Linked DNA regions of Mus musculus: regions 2, 3 and 4 are each linked to region 1. Evidence: chromatin contacts called from public promoter capture Hi-C data. All regions are on one chromosome and are shown on one strand. The core of a region is the stretch at or near the end of the contact, and the rest is flanking DNA. Distances in the headings are between cores, read along the strand shown. Region 1 holds the start of Ikbkg (inhibitor of kappaB kinase gamma). Region 2 holds the start of F8a (factor 8-associated gene A). Region 3 holds the start of Pnma3 (paraneoplastic antigen MA3). Region 4 holds the start of Zfp275 (zinc finger protein 275).

What was found. Promoter capture Hi-C pulls out the DNA fragments that hold promoters and counts their contacts.
Region 2: a contact with region 1 is called in a promoter capture Hi-C map of pre-B cells, with 9 times the contacts expected there. The contact joins the promoter of F8a here to the promoter of Ikbkg in region 1. A contact is called at or near these places in 5 of 39 promoter capture datasets (the C10 cell line, cranial neural crest, hippocampal neurons and 2 more), 1 of 115 datasets of contacts at active chromatin or transcription factors (astrocytes) and 1 of 9 other capture datasets (liver).
Region 3: a promoter capture Hi-C map of liver shows a contact between it and region 1, with 6 times the contacts expected there. The contact joins the promoter of Pnma3 here to the promoter of Ikbkg in region 1. A contact is called at or near these places in 5 of 39 promoter capture datasets (the 3T3-L1 cell line, the SN4741 cell line, frontonasal cranial neural crest and 1 more) and 1 of 9 other capture datasets (adipose tissue).
Region 4: a contact with region 1 is called in a promoter capture Hi-C map of liver, with 6 times the contacts expected there. The contact joins the promoter of Zfp275 here to the promoter of Ikbkg in region 1. A contact is called at or near these places in 4 of 39 promoter capture datasets (the HPC-7 cell line, hippocampal neurons, liver and 1 more), 2 of 484 Hi-C or Micro-C datasets (B cells and CD4 T cells) and 2 of 9 other capture datasets (adipose tissue and liver).

What each region holds. Positions count from the first base shown.
Region 1 is chrX:74,428,382-74,431,081 of GRCm38.p6, forward strand. Ikbkg (inhibitor of kappaB kinase gamma) reads left to right here and starts at 1,300. Exons shown (of 10, transcript NM_010547.2): 1 at 1,300-1,440. G6pdx (glucose-6-phosphate dehydrogenase X-linked) reads right to left here and starts at 499. Exons shown (of 13, transcript NM_008062.3): 1 at 442-499.
Region 2 is chrX:73,226,966-73,229,710 of GRCm38.p6, forward strand. It overlaps F8a (factor 8-associated gene A), which reads left to right and starts at 1,341. Exons shown (of 1, transcript NM_007978.3): 1 at 1,341-2,745. The coding sequence starts at 1,351. The coding sequence ends at 2,496.
Region 3 is chrX:73,063,389-73,066,166 of GRCm38.p6, forward strand. It overlaps Pnma3 (paraneoplastic antigen MA3), which reads left to right and starts at 1,399. Exons shown (of 1, transcript NM_153169.2): 1 at 1,399-2,778. The coding sequence starts at 1,434.
Region 4 is chrX:73,341,221-73,344,144 of GRCm38.p6, forward strand. Zfp275 (zinc finger protein 275) reads left to right here and starts at 1,400. Exons shown (of 6, transcript NM_031494.2): 1 at 1,400-1,531.

The sequences.
Region 1 (2,700 bases), core at 50-2,549:
CTGCTGCCTCTGAGCTCCAGCCATAACCTCCAAAGTTGCCTTCGCTAGGGGCTGTACATTACGAAAGTACTAAAGCTTTAATATAATTCACCTAGGACATCCACTGTGGGCAGCTAGATAAAATCTGGTTACGGCATCACACTCTGTATATGGGACCATCGTATCGTACTCGGGTGTCTGCCAGAAACTCCACAATGAACTGAGCACGTTTGATTGTGCAGATGATGGAGTTCAGCTCCGGCTCTCTTCTGGCCCAGTTGGGTGATCCCCGAAAGTCCCTTCTCTTCTAAAGGTCTAGTCCTCATGGGCCCAATGCGGGGAAAGTGCGGGATACAAAGGGATGGGTTAAAAACTTGTAGATTAGCGCGCATCAAAGGGACTCGCGGCGTACAAGCGTGAAGCATGTCCCTCCACCGACATGCCATCAGACCACCCCTTTACCTGAGTTTAGTTGCCGCTGCCAAACACGTTCACAGATCTGTAGCGCACAGCCAGTTTCCGGGGGCTAAGCTTCGCTGGCCCATTTAACGCAAGAGGGCGTGTGCTTTGACTGAGCTGACCCGCCTCAGGAGAGGCAGGAGGGGAGGAGCTTCGGGCTAGTCTATCATTGCAGGAGGAGATGCGCGCGCATCCCTGGCCAGCCCCGCCCTTTGGCCTTCCCCGATGCCGCTGCCCCTACAATTTCGAGATCGCAAAGTCTTGTCATAAGTGCAGCTCCACACAGTTCTCCTGGGTCCCCGTCTCCTGTGTCACCCAGCCATTATGTATGGCCTAGCTTTCCGCTGGACCTTCGAGGCCCTGCACCTTCCCGGATGACCCCACTTCCGTTAGCAGCATAGCCACGCCTTCCCTAGCTGCTAGTTTGGCTTCGGAGCTGGACTTTCGCAGCTTCCTCTAGGCTTTTTCCTTGGTGGGGGCCCAGCGGCAGAGAGCCCAGTAGCAGGACCAGACTGAAACTTGGGTGTTTTAGTGCGGATGCGGTGCCTTGAAAATGGGGTAGGGGCGAGTGTGGGCGTGGTGACGCACTACTTTAATCCTAGCAGACGGGAAAAAAGAGGCAGGTAGATCTCTGAGTTCGAGACCCTGGTCTTATGGGACCCTGTCTCAAAAAAAAAGTGTGTGTATAAGTGTGTGATGTTTATCAGTGAGGAGAGCTCTGGTGTTCTGCTGGCCGACGCAGGCTGGCGATCTAAGACTTTTCTTTGGAACAGAGTATGGCACTTTGGGGTTTTGATTCACTGGTTAATCTCCAAGCCTTTGAGTCTGTGTTTTACTTCCGGATCCCGCACTTACGACACCGGAAGCCGGAAGTGGAGTTTTCCACTGCAGAGAAGGGAAGGGTGACCGCCTGACTAGGACTTTCTAGGAGCTCCGGTTCTGTCGGAGCGGTCGGATCCCTCTGCTCCTGCCCTCTTCACTTCTGGCCGACTCTGCTGACAGGTGTGGTCCTCTTCTCCAAAGACAGGGCTCCATCGGTGGCTGTTTCGTAGCTTCCGAGACTCCAGAGGTCCACACCCTTCCCCCCACCTTAGGCCCAGTTTGTTCTGCCGCAAGCTTCTAATTATTCGCTACCCAGATTATTTAGGCTAGTCGGATTGAATCTGCCCTTCCCTTCACTGCAGCTGTCGCCTAAGGGCTTGGCCCCTAGTGCTAGAACTCTTTAGGTAGCAGACATTTTCTGTTGATCAAACTGTTTCTGAAACACGTTTTGCACTGTAGGCCAGGTAGACCTCGAACTCAAAGTTCTGCCTCAGCCTTTCGAGTGCTAGAGCAACAGGTGTTCGCCATCAGGCTAGGCTGTTTATCAAACTTGAGTGCATTTGAAGTCTTTAAAAAGTTTTCACGTGTACCTTCACAACTAAAGGTCTTACCTTCTGCACCTCAGTTTACTTTGCAAATGATTCATAGTAATCTGTTTGCCTGTCCTCATAACATTTATCTGACCTGAGAAGGAATGTGTTGTCTTGGCATTTCCTAGGAAAAAGGAAGGACCAGAGAGGGCAAGGGAGAATAGTTGGTGGAGAGGAAGGAAGGGAGTATAGGTGGTATAGGATCTTGTAGGCTGTTGTATGGACTTTGCTTTTTAACACTAGGAGAAATGGAAACTCTGAAAGAGTTCATGGTAGAGAAGAGAAGTAGTTTGAGTTATTTTTGAGGTAATTGGCCCCAGTGGGGCCAATTAACTGCAAAGGGCCATTGAAAAGGCAAAGCATGGTGACCCGTAAAGAGATTATTGCAGTAATGCAGGTGAAAGATGATAGCGCTGTCAGCCTTGAATTACTGAAAAAATTTAAAATGTACAAAAGTAGAAATAATAATATAGTAAATTCCATGTACACATTTCTTAGCTGTGACTATCAGCTCATAGTTAACTTTAATCCACACCCCATTACAATCCTTTACCATGATTATTTTCTTTTCTACAGAAGATGTTATTTTATGTGTATAGGTGCTTTGCTATGCTTTCCTAGTGCCCAAGGGAGTCAGAAGAAGGTTTCAGATCCCCTTGGATTGGAGTTACAGATGTTTGTGAGCCACATCTGCAACAACAAGTGCTCTTAATCCCTGAACCATTATCTCTCTTGCTCCACCCATTGCGATTTTCAATAACAGCTTTCTTGAGACATAATTGGCATGCTACAAAAATTACTATTTGTGTGTGTGCCCCCCACATGCATGCATGATGTATGATTTGTACAG
Region 2 (2,745 bases), core at 91-2,590, 1.2 Mb before region 1:
CCTCTTCTATTTATGTGCTGTATTATGTTGTTTATTGTTTTACATTTGCTTGCAATATACATAAATGCACTCATTTGAAACCTAAAGTACATATGTGATATATCACTGTTCTATGGGATAGGTTGTCATTTAAGAGAGAAATTGGTATACTGGCTTTTTTCAGAGGGAGGGAGGGCAGGAGGGCAGGAGGGATGGAGGGAGAGAGAGACAGAGAGAGATTGATCAAGACATTGATGGTTTTTAAAAATTATTTCTTTATGTGTCTGTGTGTTTTACTGGGAAATGAACTCAGGTCCTCTGCAAGAGCAACAAATGCTCTTAAGCAGTAAGCTTTCTCTCAGGCCTCCATTGATGCTTTTAAATGATAGGTCTGCTATGCACAATTCTATTTTTTGGTTCACGATAAGAGTAGAAAATTAACACATCCTTTATTTGCTGAGTTCATTTGACTTTTGGATCAATGGATTGCTTTTTTAGAATTTGGAGGATAGGATCCAAGTGTATCACACCATGAAAAACTAAGGAGAAGACAAGAGAATTTGCGAAATGAAAATTAGCTTCTGTTGTACATCTTGACAAATTATTTTCAGGCACGTAATTCTCTACTAGGTGCAAGTATATAATCCTTTATATATAAATTTAATAATGTACACTCCCCCCTTTTGTTCAAGTTCTGGTAGGTAATCATTTGGACTAATTGAGATAGTTCAAAATAAAGTAAAAGGAATCCCTTCTTTGTTTTTAAATACTTGGTATAAATTGAAACACATGCATGTACAATAGCTAATTTAAAGTGCCTTTGGTAGTGCATGTCCTGCTAAAAATCCTTCATGAAAACTCTTTCAAAATCAATGTGTATATGATTGCAGGTGATATGTATATCAATGTGTATATGATTGTAAATAAGCTGTAAACTAGCAAAGGCTCCCACCATGGCAGGACCTGTACTAGCTTGCTCAGTCAGGTCTCATGTTTGTTGAGGAAGTGAGGGGTACGATGCTAATCCTGGCAGCAGAGAAATCCTTTGCATATTTGACTGGCACTGGACCCGCCCCCTCCATTTGCGTCACTCAAGCCCCACCCCCGCAGAATTTAATTCCATACGGGGACTGTTTGGGTAGGCACCCAGCCCTTCTTCCTTGATTGGCTTTTATAGTCCTCCATATCCCTCCTTCAACAGCACTTTGCACATCACTGTGGCTACAGCAGAGCGCTGGGGCGCCTGAGGCGGAAGCGGAGGTGATGAATTGTGATCCCATTGTGGGCTAGGCGCAGCGTAGCGTTAGTCATAGCTGTTCCCCCTCAGCCCTCCCTCAACCGGAAGTAAGGCGGCGCGGCTAGCCGGTCAACATGGCTGCGGGCTCTGCGTCCTCCTTGGGCGGCGGTGCCTGGCCAGGCTCAGAGGCTGGGGACTTCTTGGCACGCTATCGGCAGGTGTCCAACAAGCTCAAGAAGCGCTTCTTGAGGAAGCCGAACGTGGCCGAGGCCGGGGAGCAGTTCGCCCAGCTAGCCCGGGAGCTGCGCGCCCAGGAGTGCCTGCCTTATGCTGCCTGGTGCCAGCTGGCTGTGGCGCGCTGCCAGCAGGCGCTCTTCCATGGGCCCGGGGAAGCGCTGGCCCTCACAGAGGCGGCCCGACTTTTCCTGCGGCAGGAGTGCGACGCGCGCCAACGCTTGGGCTGTCCCGCCGCCTACGGGGAGCCTCTGCAGGCGGCCGCCAGCGCCCTCGGCGCCGCTGTGCGCTTGCACCTCGAGCTCGGCCAGCCTGCCGCCGCTGCTGCACTGTGCCTGGAACTAGCTGCTGCCCTTCGCGCAGTGGGCCAGCCGGCCGCTGCTGCCGGTCACTTTCAGCGGGCTGCCCAGCTGCACCTGCCCCTGATGCCACTGGCCGCACTGCAAGCGCTTGGTGATGCTGCCTCCTGCCAGCTGTTGGCGCGCGACTACACAGGCGCCCTGGCGCTATTTACACGCATGCAACGCCTGGCACGGGAGCATGGGGGCCACCCGGTACAGCAACTCGAGCTGCTGCCGCAGCCGCCTTCTGGGCCCCAGCCACCCCTGTCGGGACCCCAGCCGAGACCTGTCTTGGGCTCGACCTTGCCCCTCCCGCAGCCCCCGGACCACGCCCCAGGCTCTGTTGCGCCTTCACCTGGCACACTCGGTGCCTTTGCTGACGTCCTAGTCAGGTGTGAGGTGTCCCGTGTACTGCTGCTGCTGCTCCTGCAACCACCACCTGCCAAGCTGCTGCCCGAGCATGCCCAGACCCTGGAGAAGTACTCCTGGGAGGCTTTCGATGGCCATGGCCAGGATACCAGCGGCCAGCTTCCTGAGGAGCTGTTTCTGTTATTGCAGTCTCTGGTCATGGCTGCCCAAGAAAAGGACACTGAAGGCATCAAGAAGCTGCAGGTGGAGATGTGGCCACTGCTAACCGCTGAGCAGAACCACCTCCTCCACCTCGTTCTGCAGGAAACCATCTCTCCCTCTGGACAGGGTGTCTGATAAGTCACCTTCTTACCAACTTGTTTTATCTTTGGGGACAGGTGATGAAACATGTGATCTAGCTTCTGTTTTTTTTGTCTGTTTTTGTCTTGTTTTTCTTTTCATTTCTATTGCTGCCATGTTAATTTGGCTTTGTGTGCCTAGCAAGTTACTTAAATTAGTGCCCTCCAATTCCATCCATTATTGCCTCGAATGAGAAAACTTCATCCTTAAGGCTGGAGGAGATTCTACGGAGTAATCTTTCTTTAT
Region 3 (2,778 bases), core at 149-2,648, 1.4 Mb before region 1:
ATTAGTCAAACATCCCCCATTCAACTGCCTCCCTGGGAGCACCCCTGCCCCCACAAATACAAAAAGTTAGACTATCAGAAGCCAGAGGAAAAAAACAGACCCAAGGGTTTGGGTTTCAAATCTCAAAAGCAGCTTTTCAAGACCCTGGATGTACAGCAGGCAGAGTAGGAAAGGCCTGTCAGATGCTGGACCATGCTTCTATGAGCTAGCCAGTGGCCCCAAGGATAGCAAAGCATGCAGGTCCCATGGTGGTGAATATGCCTGAAGCCCCTTCCCATGGAGACTGGCATCACCCAGATGGTGCGTGCTACGTGGGGAGTGGTGGTGGGTGTGTTTGAGCTCATATGAGCTCATGTGGTATCTATCTACCAGGTGTTGCTTGCCCAGCTCTGTTACTGGACTAGATCTAGAAGGGGACTCACCAGGGGGAAGAAACCTCGGAGCCCCTGCTTCCTGGCCTTGATCAGGAGACAGAGCTGGAGGGGCCACCACAGCTTTCTGGTGCCCTTCTGTGGAGACCCCTGAGCACTCTGCGGTCCTGAAGTCTATTCTCGAGAGAGAGAGAGGGACTGGCCTGCATTCAGGATGTCACCTGGGGACAGCCAAAGGCAGGAGGAAACTGAACACTAACTCACAAACCCCAGATTCAGAGGATTGAGGTGGGGTCTCCTGTGCTGGGGGAGCAGGGGTGTATTGGGGATGGGTAGCAGCAGGTGACGTCACCGGAGGCCCCAGGTTGCCCAAGGCCTAGGCAACAGACACGTCGTGTGATCCTCATGCGCCAATGGCCCAGCTGTCTCCCAGGCGACGCAGAGGGTCTGTGCTCCAGCGCCACAGCACCCCCGCCCCAAGTCCGCACTGCAGAGAGCTGTGGCGAGCCGCGCCGGCGCATTGGACAACTTGCGGGGACCAGAGGGCCAGAGAGAGCAAAGGAGCTGGCAAGAGACCCTGGAAAGGAATGGTGTTCGACCCCGCCTCCTCTCTGAGCAGTCTGGGAACCTCGCTGTGGGACTGAATTGAGGAAGCATCTTGCCTTAGGAAGAGGTACCAGATTCTAGGAGGAAGCGGCTGGCCCAGGCAGCCCCCTCTGCCCAATCGGGTGGGACTGCTGCAGCCTTTGGGATGGGGAGGGGGCTGCAGTGGGCCCAATCCGGTGGGACTGCTGCAGCCTTTAGGGTAAACAGGAGGCTGCAGTATATAGTGATGGGAACCTATAGAAGTGTCTTTGCTGGAGGCAGGTGGAGGCTGGGTGTGGTAGGGAGCCGAGCTGGAGTGGGGGTGGGGCGGGGGAACGCATTAATTTCCTTTGGCCCTATTTACAGACTCTAGAGACCCGGAGGAGCTACAGATCTCCTGGGACTTGCCTCAGATTTATGTGCATCACATCCTACTCACCCCCTCCCCCCACATTAGAGTCTCTTGAAGTTGGGGCCATGCCATTGAACCTGTTGCAAGACTGGTGTAGGGGGGAGCATCTGAACACCCAGAGGTCTATGCTGATCCTGGGGATTCCAGAGGACTGTAGTGAGGATGAGTTTGAGGAGACTCTGCACGAAGCTCTCAAGCATCTGGGAAGATACAGGATCATCGGCAGGATGTTTAGGAGGGAGGAAAATGCCCAGGCCTTTTTGGTGGAACTTGCACGTGATTTTGACTATGCTTTGGTGCCCAGGGAAATAGAAGGAAAGGGTGGGCCCTGGGAAGTGGTTGTAAAACCCCCTCATTCAGATGATGAATTTCTTAATAGACTGAATCACTTCTTAGAAGAGGAGAGGAGAACAGTGTCAGACATGAACAGGGTCCTTGGGACACACTCTAATCATTCACCTACCAAAACGACTATATCAGCAGATTTCTGGGTCTGGGCTCAGACTCTAGGTGCAGTGATGCAGCCTCTGCTAGAACAAATGTTGTACCGAGAACTAAGAGTCTTTTCTGGGAACACCATATCAATCCCAGGGTTATTGGCCTTCGATTCCTGGCTTGAACACACCACTGAGATGTTACAGATGTGGCAGGTACCTGAGGTAGAAAAGAGGCGGAGGCTGATGGAATGCTTAAGAGGCCCTGCTCTACAGGTTGTCAATGTGCTCCGTGCCAATAACGCTGCCATTACAGTGAAGGAGTGCCTGGAGGCCCTGCGGCAGGTATTTGGCTCTGTGGACAACCGAAAAATCGCCCAGCTGAAGTTTTGCAAGGCTTATCAGGAGCCAGGAGAGAAAGTTTCTAGCTTTGTGGTGCGTTTGGAGACCCTGCTCCAAAAAGCCCTAGAGAAAAATGCAATATCTCGAAAGAATGTGAACCAGACCCGCCTGAAACGAATTTTAGGTGGGGCTATCCTTTCTGCAAAACTTCGAGAGAAACTTAAGATGCTGAAACAGCGTAGAAGGCCACCTGGTTTCCTGGCCCTAGTGAAGCTTTTCCGTGAGGAGGAGGAAGAGTGGGAGGCCACTAGGGGTTCAGAGAGGAGCTGCTATGAGGGGCTGGAGTTAGGCCCAAGTCCCTCTAACATAGGCAGTGAGGAGAGAGAACTATTTGTTCCGGCCTTTGGTAGTGTTCTTGAGGAAAGGCCTTACCAGGGTTCCCGCCGCCGCCGCCACAGGAGGAGAGGCCAGCACAGAAAGGGAGGTGTGCCCAGGGATGATTCTCAAGGCACAAGAAAGCAGAATTATGACACATTCTGCTATAGTTGTGGGGAAGATGGCCATATCAGAGTACACTGTTTTAACCCTTCCAACCGGACCTTGGTGAAACAGAAGAGACAGGCTGCAATGGAGA
Region 4 (2,924 bases), core at 150-2,649, 1.1 Mb before region 1:
AAGTACAATGGCAAATGACTCAGCAATGAAAGGAAAGGAAATATATTTCAGCAATATAGAGGAATTCCAAAAGCATCAGAGTAAAGGAAAGAATTCAGACAGAGTAGTAGATAATAGTACATACTATATATTTCATTCCCATGCAACAGGAATTAATTACTCAAATAGGCTGTCGATAGTGAGAAATTTTAGAATAGTGGCGTTCCTGTGGAATTGTGCTGAAATAGGATGTGTGCAATGGGACTGGAAATTTTCCAGACTTCTCATCATGGTTTGTGTCTGGAGGGGGGTTTAGGAAAGGTATTTGTCAAAACTTACCATATAGATTTATACATTTTACTGATAGCAAATTTTGTCTCAGAAAATTAAAAGGACAGTAAAAAAAAAAGTGGACTTCTCGTTTTTGACATGGGTACTGGGAAGTGAAGTTCCTCACAGGTCCTCAGGTTTGCAAGACAAGTACTCTACAGGCTGAGTTATCTCTCCAGCACCAGACTTTCCTTTCTTACACTGGATATGTCAAAATTATAGATGTTTATCTTTGATGTTGCTTTTGCCCACAGATACTGCAGTGTCACAGAAGCATACACACACACACACACACACACACACACCTCCACACCTCCTGGTCATTCCAAACATCACCTGGATGGATACTGAGTGAAGTTCTCATCACTCTTCTCGGGGCGGGAGATGTTGTATTGATCTTTGTTTATTAGTGCCTCCCTCGGGAAACCAGACAGTATATTTAAGAAAACAGTTACTTGTGCTGCCAAGGATGCACAAATGCAAAGCAGTGAAGTTGAATTGGCAGCTGCTTACAACACATCTGAACCAAGACGCTTGTTTTGGGATTCATGGTATAAACTGCCATTCTGAAATTCAGGTTACTGTTTATTTATTGCTGTGTGGTCCCTAATACGCTTACAGTACTCTCACAGGAGCTCTGGAGTGCCTGGTGTGTGGCTCTTAAGATAGGCATTAGGGTCTAGTTTTGTTCACTGTTGTATTCTTGATGTCTGGCATAGACAGGGCTCAGGTCTGACTTTAAGAAGGACTCCGACCCCTGCACTCTTTTCTTGAGTGCCCTCCTCCAGCCCTACCATCATTCTAAAGGCCCTGGCCTTGTCAATTTCTTCATTGTCTTCACCACTAACAATTTATTTTGCTCATTTATTTATTCATTATTTGTTTTTACATTCGTTCCACACTCATCACTTAGGATTCATGAGTTTTACTCCCCTAGTCTCATCTATCCCACCTCCTCTCCTCACCCCGCCCCAGACATGCCCCCTTCTGTCCCACCCCCCTCTCAGGCCAATCGCAGCCGACAGGCCGGGCGGGACCGAGGCCGAGGCGGGGCTTCGATCTCAGTACCCCAGGCGGCGCCCCCGGCTCCGGAAACGCGCTGCCGGGCTTCTGGGCTCCGCCAGGCACTGGCGGCTCCGTGGCGCTTCCTGCCACGCCGGGCCTGCTTACAACGCGCCCGCTCTTCTTCTGCAAGGGCCCAGAGTCAGGCGCCGTGGGCCGGGTGAGCGTGCGGACTATGGGAGGGATGTGCAGCTCGAGTGATCATGAGATTGTGTGCGTGAGCAAGGATGTGTGGCCGAGAGAGCGTGTGGGGCGGCAGGAGGCTGTGCTGGGAGGCCTGTGTGAATGCGTGGACCACGGAAGAATATAAGGGGAAGGGAGCGTTTCGTAGAGTGGGATGCTGCTGGGCCTTGGAGCAAACCAGGGGTCAAAAGAAAAGGTCTTTGGCGGTGGGTGGGCATGGCGAGGCCCGGAGGCCTTCTAGTGCAGGGCTGGGGGCAGCGGTCCAAGGCGGGAATCGCGGATGTGTTGAGGCCTGTGTTGCTCTTTGGAGGATGCTAAGCACTGGGGACGGGTCAGGAGCTGGGGGTGGACACACACACACAGCCCCCAGCGACTCGGAGTCCTTGGGGCTGTCTTTAGGGCTGAAGGGACTTTCCCCTAGTGTGGGGGGAGGGGTTGGGCCTCTGGGGCCCTGAAGAAGGATCTGCTTAGGGGCTGGGGGGAGGGGAATCTACCTTTCCATTTGAGTGGTGACTGCACGGGAGCAGGTACGTTTCCTGGGGCAGAAATTTGGGGGTGTAGAAGGGAATTCTCGCCAGATGAAGAGACCTTTTAAGGTGGCCCTCCTTGGAACCACATTTTCTGGCACCACTCCATTGCCCCCTTCTAAACTCCTTTGCTGGTTGCTCCAGTCTATATTTGGGTGATTAATTACATGTCTTTTTTTACACACATGCATACTCCCACTTGCCTGCTGCCCAAAGCCCATGGTCCTTTTCAGTGCCCCCACCCCCATTTCTGGCGCTCTTCCCAGAGGGCTCACCCTGTGCAGCTGATACCCTCTAACCAGATTTGGACTCAGAGGCAGGCAACCCTCTCCAGTCTCCTTGGTCAATGGAACATTTCTTCTTAAATCTCGGTCTCTACATTTTCCTTTAGGAGAAAATTTCAAATGGGGCTAATGGAATAGTACCTCTCCTGGTAGGACTTACCTTACCTTACCCCCTCTCCCATTGGACATTATTATAGAAACAACATTCAGTGTCTGACAGTCTGGTCCATTGCCCCATAGTGGCCTTGAATCTGTATTTAGAATCACATAGAGCAGTGATTTCTAGCCTCCTGTTAATGATAGACCCCTTGGAAAAATCAGCTAAATAGTGTGAGTTCTCTTGTCAGAAATCTAACCACCAGCATAGCCTGAGAAGGAAGTTCCTGGGTAGGAAAGCTGTCTGATATGAGATGTGGGGGCGTATCCAAATTCTAAACAGGTTCAATCTATGTCTGCATGTTGAAAGATAGTAATTCTGTACAGCCACCCAGACCTGTGGCTCTACCACTAGAATTTTCACTGAATCATTAGCCTGGTTTCTAACAGTGATCCAGCCCTT